2 separate regions of the Gossypium raimondii genome follow, and region 1 is linked to region 2. A link is a contact called in public Hi-C data. All regions are on one chromosome and are shown on one strand. Each heading gives the region's core, a stretch centred on a gene start, on an enhancer-like site or on the middle of the called end of the contact. The rest is flanking DNA. Distances are from core to core; before and after follow the strand shown. Region 1 holds the start of LOC105779701 (E3 ubiquitin-protein ligase At3g02290). Region 2 holds the start of LOC105780436.

Evidence for each region. Hi-C and Micro-C count contacts between places; a contact is called where the count stands out from the background.
Region 1: a Hi-C map of leaf shows a contact between it and region 2, with 2.5 times the contacts expected there. The contact joins the promoter of LOC105779701 here to the promoter of LOC105780436 in region 2. A contact is called at or near these places in 2 of 2 Hi-C or Micro-C datasets (both in leaf).

Annotation. Positions count from the first base shown.
Region 1 is chr4:6,335,740-6,342,009 of ASM2569854v1, forward strand. LOC105779701 (E3 ubiquitin-protein ligase At3g02290) reads left to right here and starts at 3,562. Exons shown (of 7, transcript XM_052629309.1): 1 at 3,562-3,910; 2 at 4,501-4,583; 3 at 4,691-4,717; 4 at 4,799-4,924; 5 at 5,334-5,769; 6 at 5,945-6,054. The coding sequence starts at 4,805. It also overlaps the pseudogene LOC105780376.
Region 2 is chr4:6,182,334-6,188,745 of ASM2569854v1, forward strand. LOC105780436 reads left to right here and starts at 3,360. Exons shown (of 2, transcript XM_012604766.2): 1 at 3,360-3,756; 2 at 4,073-4,536. The coding sequence starts at 3,507. The coding sequence ends at 4,275. LOC105780847 (probable protein phosphatase 2C 58) reads left to right here and starts at 423. Exons shown (of 5, transcript XM_012605366.2): 1 at 423-655; 2 at 1,105-1,347; 3 at 1,461-1,737; 4 at 1,838-1,992; 5 at 2,081-2,395. The coding sequence starts at 623. The coding sequence ends at 2,218.

The sequences.
Region 1 (6,270 bases), core at 2,312-4,811, 150 kb after region 2:
GTGAGGAAAATCTTGAACACATGAACGGAACTCGAACAGAAAAAGAAGAAATAAGACAAGGCTCTAAGGCGTATATCAAGCCACTATCATTAAGGTTATATTCGCCCCCACCTATCTTCGGTGTGCAAATGAGTTCCAAGCAAATTAACCTCGAGGATACAATGAAGTCAATGACTATTTGCGTTTTGCACTGACGAGAATAGTCCACTACGCACTTAGTAATGTACAACAAGAAAATTAATTTCTACAAATGATTTCTGCAGTAATACTTTATAGAATAATCTAATAATATTAGAAAATGAAGGAAGAAAGGAAAGAAAGAATATTAGAATTTGTTGGTGCATTTTCCAAATGAAATCTCATTCCTATTTGTAGGAATTTTCATGTCTATTCATAGAGACATCTTTCAATAGGTGTCTTTTTGAATAATAATGTCTTTAAAAATAAACACATAATTATTTATTTAATATTATAACTATTTAAATAATATTATTTAAATAGTTATAATTCTTTTTCAAAAAATTAAATAACATAACTTTTGATTAATTGCACACATTCATTTATTAGAACACTATAAATATTTGAAAATATTCTAACAGATTATGAAGATATAAAACCTTACATAGAGCGAATTGCCAATGAAGAGCCATCAAATATCATTTTAGCTGAAACTGTCACTGCACTTACTAGAAGGTATGAACTCTGTTTCCTTTTGGTTGTTGGTGTTATTTAAATGAAGTAAGTTAACTGCCTTATCTTTGATCCAGCTCTGGCACCTCTGCGGGACAGCCAAAGCTGATGCCTTTAACATATAGTGAACTGGACCGAAGAACATACGGTAAATGCCTTATTTCGTCTGTCATAAACAAGTAGGTATCTCCAATTTTGTCTTGGCAATACATACTGCGGATATGGTAATAGATTAAAGCAGTTGGTTATTTAAAAGTACGATTTGTGGATGGATTAGACCAAGGGAAAAGGATGCAGCTATTATTTGTAAGACCCGAGATTAAGGCCCCATCTGGTTTGCCAATGAGATCTATCCTCACAAGCTATCTGATTAGCAAAAATTTCGAAAAGCATGAATCCAGTCTTCATACTAGTCGCATTGCAACAATTTTGTGCTCAGACAGCAAACAAAGCATGTATTGCCAAATGCTTTGCGCTCTACTACAAAGGAACGAGGTTGTATGCGTTGGTTCGGTTTTCGGATCTACACTCGTCCAAGCTATCAGGTTCTTTGAAGATTACTGGAAAGAGTTATGCTCTAACATAAGAAGAGGTCAACTTAGTGCCTGGATTTCTGATACTGGCTGCATAAACTCTTTGTCGATGATCCTCAACAAACCAAATCCAGAGCTGGCTGATTTGATAGAAGATATATGCAACGCAAAATCATGGGAAGGAATAATTAAAAAACTTTGGCCAGGGACAAAATGCATCGATGCTATTGGTACAGGCTCGATGGCTCAATATATTCCAATGCTTGAGTTCTACTGCGGAGGTCTCCCTCTGGTTTCAAAGTATTATGCTTCCTCTGAAGGCCTCTTGGGGATCAATCTTAAACCTTTAAGCAAGCCATGTGATACATGTTACACCCTTGTTCCCAATATGGCTTACTTTGAGTTTCTCCCTGTACATGAAAACAATGAAGAAGAGAGGAGCAAGAAGGAAGTAATTGAAGTTGTTGACCTCGTGAATGTGAAGCTTGGCCAGTGTTATGAGCTTGTTGTCACAACTTTTATAGGTATTGTTTTTTCGTTCTTCTCTTTCAATATACCCTTAATTTGTTCTACAGAGAAAGAATTCATTGTGATTAACCAAGCATCATAATGTTTTCTTATGTAAATCAATAATAGGATTATATAGATACAAAGTGGGGGACATACTCAAGGTAACTGGTTATCATAACAATGCCCCTCAGTTCCAATTTGTAAGACGGAAAGATGCATTTCTAAGCATTGATTCAGAGAAAACCGCTGAAGATGAATTGGCAGAAGGGATACTACAGGCAAAGCTCTTCGTTGGACAGTTCCAATTACAGTTGGTCGACTACACTAGTGCTGTTGACATATCCTTAATCCCAGGGCACTGTATATTATTTTGGGAGCTTAAGATGGAAGGAAGTAGTAAATCACCAGAGCTGAGTCCTAGTATAATAGAAGAAAGCTGCTACATTGTGGAACAGTCATTGAATTTTGTGTATAGAGCTAGCAGGATGGGCAATTTGATAGGGCCCCTGGAGATAAGGATGGTAAAGCATGGAACATTTGATGCATTGATGGACTTCAGTGTATCGAAAGGGTCTTCTGTTAGCCAATACAAAACACCTCGATGCATCAAACTTGAGGAAGCTTTGAAGAAATTGAATTCAAGGGTGGTGGGAAGGTATTTTAGCCAACAACTTCCTGGTTATAAGACATTGAAATGGAAACTAAACAAGAGTGTGATGCATGCAAGGAAAATAAATTCATTTGGTGACTGAACCTAGAGCTTTGTTTCGCTGTTGTGGGTAGGACTCCCAATCTCAATAATGGTTTGCTTCTAATCCTAATAAATTAAGCCGATTGAGTATTAACTTGATTGATATTGGCATTATCGTTAGTATAGAAGGACATGTGTTCGAGTGCGTTGAAATTTCAAATCGAGTCAAAAAAAAGAGACTTGAGTATGATAAATTTGAATCATTAATTAGGTCCCAAAATTATGATTTTAGAACTTATGTAAAATTTTAACCTTTTTTTATATATTTTTTAGAATTTTTATATATTTTTTAAAAATATAAATTTTGAATTTTTTTATAAATATTTTGAATTTTTTTGTTAAGAGAGTGACCAATTTACTTATTTTCAAAGTTGAAAGGACCAAAATGATATTTACACCAATCTGTTATTTGAATGGTTCTTATTTGAATTGTGAAATTCAACTCGACTCGAACTCGAAACCCGAATCTAGTTATTCGAGTTGAATCGAATGATTCAATCAAGCTGAAATTTAAATTTTTTTCGATTTTTTCAAATCGAATCGAATTTTACTCACCCTTAATTCACAGAGAAATTGAATAAAATAACCAAAATAATAAAAAGTAGAAATCACAGCTTCTATGGTGAGAATGAATCCATTATATAAACTCAATCCAAGGATAATTGGGGCTTCAAAAGTACACCATTTCACATCGATAAAATTGAGTCGTTAGCTGCTCTCCCTTAAAACAACCCTTTCATAAATGACTCCCATGTTGACGCCAAGTAGTCAAAGTTGTAATCTTCTAACAAACATATTATCAAATTTTCAGTTCAACTTCTAAAGTAAATACTAATAAGTTTAATGCAAAAGTTAAAATAATTGATGAATCGATGTTCTAAGAATCTTATTTATTGATGATCCCTACATCCAACTGGCTAGTGGTATTGTAGGTCATAATGCCAAATTACACCAATTTTAGAAGACATTCCACTCAAATTTTTATTTCTCAAAGCTTTAAAATATTTTACCCAATCAACATGAAGCTGTCGGCAATTAACAAATTCAACATTATTATCCTAATGATAAGCTGGTCCACTCCATTCTCTACCCCTTCACCAAATCCGTTTCTTTCTAGTTACCTACTGCAATCAAAGCACCTCTTTTCCGTCCACGCGGTTTTTGCCTATTTTTTCCCCCTAAATTATCTGGAAATAAGATTAAAAATTTAATCTTTGTCTTCCGCCCAGGCCGCTCCTTAGATTGTCTTACTCTTCGGATCTATTTTCGTCTGCTTCAATATAGAAGTAGGAACTTCCCCTCTTATCTATCTCTCCCTTTTTCTCTTTCTTTGTTTCTTCTTACAGGAACCCTAACTTCCCTGATTCTTTTTTTTTTCTAATAAAACTTGCGGTCGTGAAAACGGTGGTCTTATAGTCGATGATGGGTAAGTATTGTTTCATTACTTTAATTTTTGTTTTATGTTTTTTTTTTTTAATTCGATGAGAAACAGTTTGATGTTCTTTTTTTTCTTTTTTTTTGGTTTTTTGTTAAAGTTTCTGTCTTTGCGCTGAAATAGCTTTACTTTGCAACTTATTAGAGTCTAAAATAAGATAGCTGATTGCCTGTTTCTCTTGTTTATAAGTATGGTTATTGTCTCTGAACTTAACAAATTTCTTGAAAGTGCTTTTTTTAGTGTAGGAGATTGTAATTTCGTTGTGGGATTTTATGTCTGTAATGAAGAACGGTCAGTGCTGATTATTTGAGTTGTTTTATTTATCACCATTCTGAAGGACAAAGAATGTTCAATGTGTTTTTTTTAACTTGTGAATTAATTTACAATATTGTAAGTTAACTCATTGTTGGAAAGGAACTTTATGGTTATGGTAAAACTAAATGGAGTAGTTTTAGGATTCTGTTTATCATGAAAAACCCAAATTGTAGATCATCCATCAAGCTCCTAATGAAGGAGGTGTCTTGTTGTTCTCTTGCTGTTTAGCATTATCCTAATCTTTTTTCTTGTTGTCTATATATCAGATTACTTTTGTCCGAAGAGTTGAAATTGAGACAGTCAGAAAACTGATGAACTGAGCATCTTTTGTGACGAAAGGTTTAGCGAGGTTCTTATTTCTCCCTTGAGCAGGCTTAATCTGTTGTTCATTGCAAAAAGTTGTTTCCCTGACTCATGTTATAATTTTTTTTCCCTTTTTGCCCCCTAATCCCATAGGAATTGTCTTGTATATTTGGAAGGAAGGTGAACAATTCTTTTATGACCTTTTCTGCAAACTCTGAAAGCTTTTTCGGAATTGTGTAATCAGAAATATATACATTCTAGGCAGAAATGGGTACTTTTTGCTGCTGCTCATGTGGTGATGACTGTGAAGAATATGCTTATCCTAGCAATTCAATATATAGGCACTGCATCTGCCTAAGGTTCTTCTTCTATCAGCTATTCACTGGGGTATGTCTCTTCTTATCTTGTGGTTATCAGCACAAAAGCAACCTATTTTCATTTTTTTGCTGCTAATACATGCCATTAAATTTGTTAATACTGAAGGTATGTTATAAAGCAGATTGATGTCATTTTGTTAATTTCTTTGAGCCTCAATTTGCATGAAATTAACCTTTTCTTAAGAATGAAGTCTATAAAGCTTATTAATACTATCCTTGAGAGAATCTCTGAAATTCAGAAGTTCTTTATATGTTAAGTACTTAAATTAGCCTTATAAAGATTGTCTGCATACTGTGTTTCTCTTGAAAGGTAGGTACATTAGTTGAGTTGCTTTCACAATGTCATATAACCCATTTTATACCTAGGTTTAGTTTAATGAAACACTTTCGTAATTTTCCATTTCTTCTTTGATCTGCAGTATGGTGCTCTGTTTCACAGATTGGATGGGCGACCTGCATCCCAGATCCAAGGAGCTTCTCTGTCATCAACAACAACTGTTACTGCAATATCAGATAATTCAGCCATTGAAACTCATGTTACAATGTCCAGACCGGTCCCTTACGATGCTGAGCAAAGGTACTCTCGTTTGCAGCGTGATGGCTTGGTCTCTAGGCGTGATAAGTCTGTGACTCATTTTCAAGAAGAAACTCAACCACTAAGAAGAAATATAAGCAGTTCTGATGGAGAATCATTGGGTATTGGGAGGAAATGGAATGGAGTCGAGTTGGAAGACGACTCTAAGATTGTCCATCTTGAGTTATCAGAGAGGAGTTTGGCACCAAAAGTTGCACAAGGACCTAACTATATACAGCCTTCAGCAGAGGAAGAAGATGTCTGCCCTACTTGTCTTGATGGTAATTTTGCATCTATATGTCTTTAAAGAAGAAATCTGTTTTGTAGTTTTAAATTTTAATGATATGCTTGTTATTTTTCAAGATAGGCATGTGGTGATGATTTGATTGAAAAAGGAACTTCTTTTAGCATTTTTAAGTTGTGCTTATATTCATATGAGTGCTTATTTTCTTGCAGAATATACACCGGAAAATCCTAAAATCACAGCTCGCTGCTCACACCATTTTCATCTTGGTTGTATTTACGAATGGTTGGAAAGGAGTGAAAGTTGTCCAATATGTGGCAAGGTATGTATAGTAGGCCAAATTACTCCATCTAAAATGCAGATAGGTGCAGTCTCTGTTGTATGGTTTAGTCCAATGGGGTACTTGGGTAAATTCCATAATATTTTGAATGATAATAACTACCAAGATTGTCGATTGGTTTTTTCTGTTATCTTTAGAAAATCGAAAGCAAGCAACTTAGTTAAACATACAGTGTCATTTCTGTTCCAGAACCTTTGG
Region 2 (6,412 bases), core at 2,110-4,609:
AAAAAGATTTAAACTCTTACTACCTTTCCATATTTATTAATTTTTTCTATAATATTTTTACTACTTTTCGTTTAAATTGGCATTATTTAGGAAAACCATTTGGTGATAACTGAGATTAAAAAGAAAATGACAATAATTAGACTACCTTTTATAAGAGAATATCTTGAAACTGTAGGTCACCAATTTATTCATATTTACGAATTCGAATTCCGAAATCATTTCAACTATTGTTAATAAAAAATCTTATTATTAAACTCGTATTATGAAAAGGGAACAAAAACAGCTAGCCCAAGAATATAGTATAAAGGGAAATCTAATAATAAAAAAAGAAGGTAATCTTAATAATGCGAAGAAAAGTCGTCGGCAAGAACGCGTCCATTTCAAAACACGCGGGGCGGAAAAGCTAAACTCACACTCAGGTCACATTTTCGGCGGTCAACCTTCCTTTCCCTCTCCTCCTCTGTTTCTCTATATACACTGCCTTTTGTCCTCTGCTCTGAAGCTTTTCTTCTTCTAACATCAATTCTTCAGCTTCTCTACTTTCAACTTTTTGGTTATTTTCAGTGTTAATAAAAATTTTGTTTTTTGGTGCTTGCTGTAATAAAGCAAAAGGAACTACAACATGCATGGGAAAGATATTCTTCACAAAATGAAGGTCTGTTTAAAGTTCAATCCTTTTTTTTATTTTTATGATTCTTTGACGTATTGTTTTTGAAAACAAAAGGGTTTCATATTGCTTGGTTTATTTCCTAGTTTTTAATATAGTTTTTCTTTATTGACTAATGAGTTAAAGATTGTAATTTTATTTACATTTTGGGATTTAATGCATAAATTTGCTTATAACTTTATTTGGCTCCTGAATCAAACTATTTGTGTGTGTATATATATGTTTTGAATTTTACAATGTAATCATATTGTTGAATTACTTCTGATTTTCTTATAGAAGGCTTACCAAGTAGATGTTAGCTTAGCATGCTTAGTTTCTAAGAGATGATTTTTCATCCTTAGAATGTAATTTATGAACTAAAAGAATAGTATATCTTTTGGGGATAAATATATCTAGTTACTTTTATGTCGGTAACGATGTTATGTTTTCATCTGAAGGCTGGGCTATTTTCATCTGGGGCTGACACAGGGAAAGGGAAGAGCAAAATGTCAAAGCATACGACGCACGGTTTTCATTGCCTGAAGGGAAAATCAAATCATGACATGGAAGATTATGTTGTTTCCGAGTTCAAGAAAAAAGAGGATAGTGAGTTAGGTTTATTTGCAATCTTTGATGGACATTTGGGCCATGATGTTGCAAAGTACTTGCAGAGTCATCTGTTTGATAACATCTTGAAACAGGTAGAGATTAGTGTAAGAATCAACATATGATTCTGTCACTTCCCTTATATATATATGTATATATATATATATGCACACACTTACAGGATCTCTTATGAAACATTTGCATGCAGCATGATTTTTGGACCAACATGGAGGATGCAATAAGAAGAGCTTATCGCTCGACTGATGCTGAAATACTGGATAAAGCAAAGGTTCTAGGCAGAGGAGGCTCAACGGCCGTGACGGCCATACTTATCAACAGTCAGAAACTGGTAGTTGGGAATGTAGGAGATTCTCGGGCAGTTATGTGCAAGAACGGTGTGGCAGAACAACTATCCGTTGATCACGAACCAAGCACAGAGAAGAGATTGATTGAGAGCCGCGGTGGCTTTGTATCAAACCTTCCAGGTAATACTAACTAGAACAAATACTAGCAATTCTGCAACTCCCTTATCTGGTGTCTGGTATCTGGAAATTGGAACTGGCATATATTATCTGATTCTCACAGGGGATGTTCCACGGGTTGACGGGCAGCTGGCTGTAGCAAGGGCGTTTGGCGATAAGAGTTTAAAGTTACACCTTAGCTCCGAGCCCGACGTGAAAGTGGTGACGATTGATGATGACACAGAGTTCATTATTCTGGCCAGTGATGGGATATGGAAGGTTATTACTTTTGCAATTCTAGTTTCTCATGCAAATATTAATTCAATTGAGATTCCAAGTTTCTCATGTTCAGCGGATCTCGTTGCAGGTTATGTCAAACCAAGAAGCAGTGGACGCCATAAAAAACATCAAGGATGCTCAATCAGCAGCAAAGCACTTGATTGAGGCAGCAGTTTCTAAGAAGAGCAAAGATGACATATCTTGCATCATTGTAAGGTTCCGGTGATATATTCTTCCGATGAGTACCGAATTAATGAGAAAATGAATAGCCAAATATGTGTATACCATGCCACGTTTTTTACCCTCTTTATAGCTATAGTGATTGTTGCTGCCTACCATAAAACTGTTTGTATGTAAAAAATTGACCCAGCTTTATAAAAATGACTACTTGAATTGCCTGTAACGTCATCGTTGATGATATGTTGTTGATTTTCAATGTTACCAAGGATAGGACCATTCGTGCATTCAAGGCTTCCATACATAACTGAAGCATCATCATGACATGTGAAGGGTGACGATTTTGAATGGTTTCTTCCTTTAATAAAGACTGTCATAATTAAAAGGAAAAGGAAAAAAAGAAAAAAGCACACTCTCTTATGGAGATGGTGATGATGATGCATGTTGATGTTGATGTTTGTTGTGTGTGTGTGTGTAAGACAATGAAAGATTGATGGATGATTCTTTCCTTCATATCCTCTACCTTTCAACAAGTTAAATTTCCATGAATATTAAGAATATATTTGTAGAAAATGTTGCGCTTATCATCCAAAAAGGAAAAAGAAAATCAATAAATTGCTAGCAAATTTTACGAGTCCAATTCATTCAAAGTATAAATATAAATACAGATTGTCAATTCATTTTAGCTTGATTGGTTTCGATATTATTACCAATATAAGAAGACATGAATTGAGGGTATTAAAACATAAGTAACACATGACAATTAATTTATAAAATGGGTTTAGGGTTTATTAATCATGTATAGCATTTTATTTTTTAAAAATGTATTTATTTTCTCATTATAAATTAATATAGTTAAAGTTTTTAAAAAATATATATATATAAGCTTTCAAAATTTACAAAAAAAAATCACATTAACATTGTTTTCAATTTCTTATTTTGAAATTAATAATTTAAATTCTCAAGGAGTAAAAGTATTTATTAATTATAAAAAAAAATAAAAGCAAAAACTAACTTAACGAGTAAGTAGTTAGTTGTACGGCAGTAATGACTGAAACCCCTTGGAGAAGGGGAAAAGTCTCGGTCTCCCCGGCATCGTTGACCTTAAACACCAATACAATTCAAACACGTGTAAAATTCAATAAACCTTCCACCACCGTATATATATTAATGATCGGGTCACCCAAATTCCTAAATTTCTTAGAAACCCTAAATCTTCGCTAATTGTTTATGCCCATTCTGCCCTCCCATAAAAACCGTTAGAGATATTCCTAGGGTTTGCATTTGCGGTTTGGGGTATAGGGTTTTAGACAACGCCAAATCTTTGGATTTGAGGAATGGCGACTGCGACGGGACAGGTGAACGCGAAGAGAAAGCCGGTGTTCGTGAAAGTGGAGGATTTGAAGCCCGGTACTAGTGGGCACACTTTGATCGTCAAAGTGGTGGAGATGACCCCAGTCAAGACTTCCGCCAGGCCCAACAGGTCCCGTGCCCTCCTTTCTCGACCTGTCCCTCCGGCCCGGATCGCTGAGTGCGTCGTTGGGGACGAGACTGGCACCATCATCTTCACCGCACGCAACGAACAAGGTATTTATTTTTCTCTATCTATAAGTATATACTAGTTTCATAGAAATTTATAGCCTCTGTGTTTAGATCGATTTTATTTGCTCTGCGTTTTATTGGGTCAGCCTATATTTCATAATAAACCAAGTTGGTTTTACTTTGTATAGACATTTTGTCTTTTCTATTTCTATTTTGGGGACTATTTTAGTAGTCTAGAACAGAGTAGTATTTTGAAGGAAAGAATTCTGACTGCAAGACTTAATTCAATTAAGCTGCTTAGTACTTCTTAAAACTAAACAAGTACCTATGTAATATCATGATTTTGATGTTGGTGATGCAGTTGATCTTATGACAAAAGGTGCAACCGTGATTTTACGTAATGCTAAGATTGTTATGTTCAAGCGAACAACAATGAGGTTAGCAGTTGACAAATGGGGACGGATCGAGGTAACGGAACCTGCTAAATTCGCAGTTAAAGAAGATAACAATCTTTCTTTAGTTGAATATGAGCTTGTTACTGTTCCTGACCAGGGCATGAATTAGGGGCTTTGTTTAATGTGAGTGAATGATTGAATATATATATATTTCTAGGAAGTTAATACTTTTTAAAAAGTAACCGTTGGGCTTGATTCTTGGCTTGGTATTGTGTCATGATCAGTCCTTTGAGATTGCGGTAGTACTTATTAGTATTGGACATATTTCATTGTGAAATCGAGTTTGATTCTCTTTTGCTTCTTGTTTATGTTATGACTATCATCAGCTTAAAGTTGAAAAAGTTAAATGCAATAAGAAAGCTGTTGTTCACTTTGATTTTCTCATTGGTGATATTATTGGTTCGTCGGGATGAATGCTGAATGCGTTCAGGTTATAACTTTAGAACACCCGTGAAACATTTTCCCATCCAATTTCAAGGTGTTTACATCTTGGGGGGTTTTTTCCCACCTCGCCGAGATTGCCCGTATCTCTATGATAAAGCTGCCCCTCCAACAAATAAAACAAATGCAAAGATTGGTGATGTTATTGGTTAACACCAATCAATCATTTGTGGTACATTTTTGTACTCAAATGTCTTTGAGCTAGGGAAGGCAATAGAACGAAATGATGGTATGGTTTCAAAACTTAGGAAATTCAACTTGGCTTGGCTCCTCATCTGCCCGATGAGAATATCAGCTATATATACATATGACACTCTCTTAGGAGGGAGAACTATTTTAAATTCATTAAACGTGCTCCAATCCTCCGAATATTAGTCATACATGATTGGAAGCTGATTGAATAGAAATATTTACATGACTAGAAGTGCATATTCAAGCTTCACACCTTGAAGTAAAACAGTTCAATTCTTTTCAAGATGCTGACAACGACAAAGAAGGTTTTGGACCTGAATATAAAACAGTTCTGATATCATGTATACAAGTTCCAACTTTAACAGCATTTTAAGGAATTTAAGAGATCATCTTTAAACACTCCCTGTTCCAGCGTTGGCACTTGAAAGCAGTGTCGCAAAGAGGCAGAAGCCGATTAGGGGCTCCCCCAATTCTGATTCAATTTAGGCCATTAAAGCAAATATAATAGCCTGTGCAACCTTATTGCAAGAACCCGCATATGATAAACCAAATGAAATTGCTGTAAATGCAATCATATCAACGGGTGCTTTAAGCATCTTTAAAAATGGGTGTCAAGCAGCTACGTGACTGTCAACATCACTGCTAGTTTTCATTAATTGATCTAATCGTGCAAGGAAAAAACTTGTTCACATTAAAAAACTAAACTCTCATGCTCTCAGTATTTAAGCTTTGCATATTTTACCTGACCAAATTTGTCTAGCTGAATCAACACTTGCACGGCCATCAAGCAAATGAACCTAACAAAATCTAAGTATGAAGGTGGTCAATTTATAGAACAAATCAGCCAGCATGCATGGGCAATGTCAATGAAAAATAAATAAGGAAAAAAATAAGATGAGGGTGGATAGTGTCGGAAGCTACTAGCGCAACACAATCGATGTAGCACTGAATTTTATCTGCCATCATAAAATGCTTAGCAAATATGGTAGTCTAAAGCTCATAGGTATGTTCCGGAGATTTATGGCACGTTTGGTTCGCTGTAATGGAATAGAGCTGTAATGAAATAGAGGTATAATGGAATAGAGCTGTAATGGAATAGAGGTATAATAGTAATTTAATTGTTTGGTTGAATGCAATGGAATAGAGGCGTAATAGTATTATTGTGTTTGGTTGAATGGAATGATGTTGTAATAGCATAAGAAAAAAAACTAAAATGACTAGAATACCCTTAGCAGAATTTTTTTTAGGTAGATGATTATTGTTATTGTTATTAAATTTTAATAAGATTATTAATATAAATAATAAATAATTTAATCATATTTTAACATAATTATTATTAAATATAATTTAATAAAATATATAATTTAATAAAATTCTTAATATTAAATATTCTTATATGAATTTTCTAAAATCATAATATATAATACTATAAAATATAATTTAACATAATTATTATTAAATATAATTTAATAAAATATATAATTTAATAAAATTCTTAATATTAAATATTCTTATATGAATTTTCTAAAATCATAATATATAATACTATAAAATATAATTTAACATAATTATTATTAAATATAATTTAATAAAATATATAATTTAATAAAATT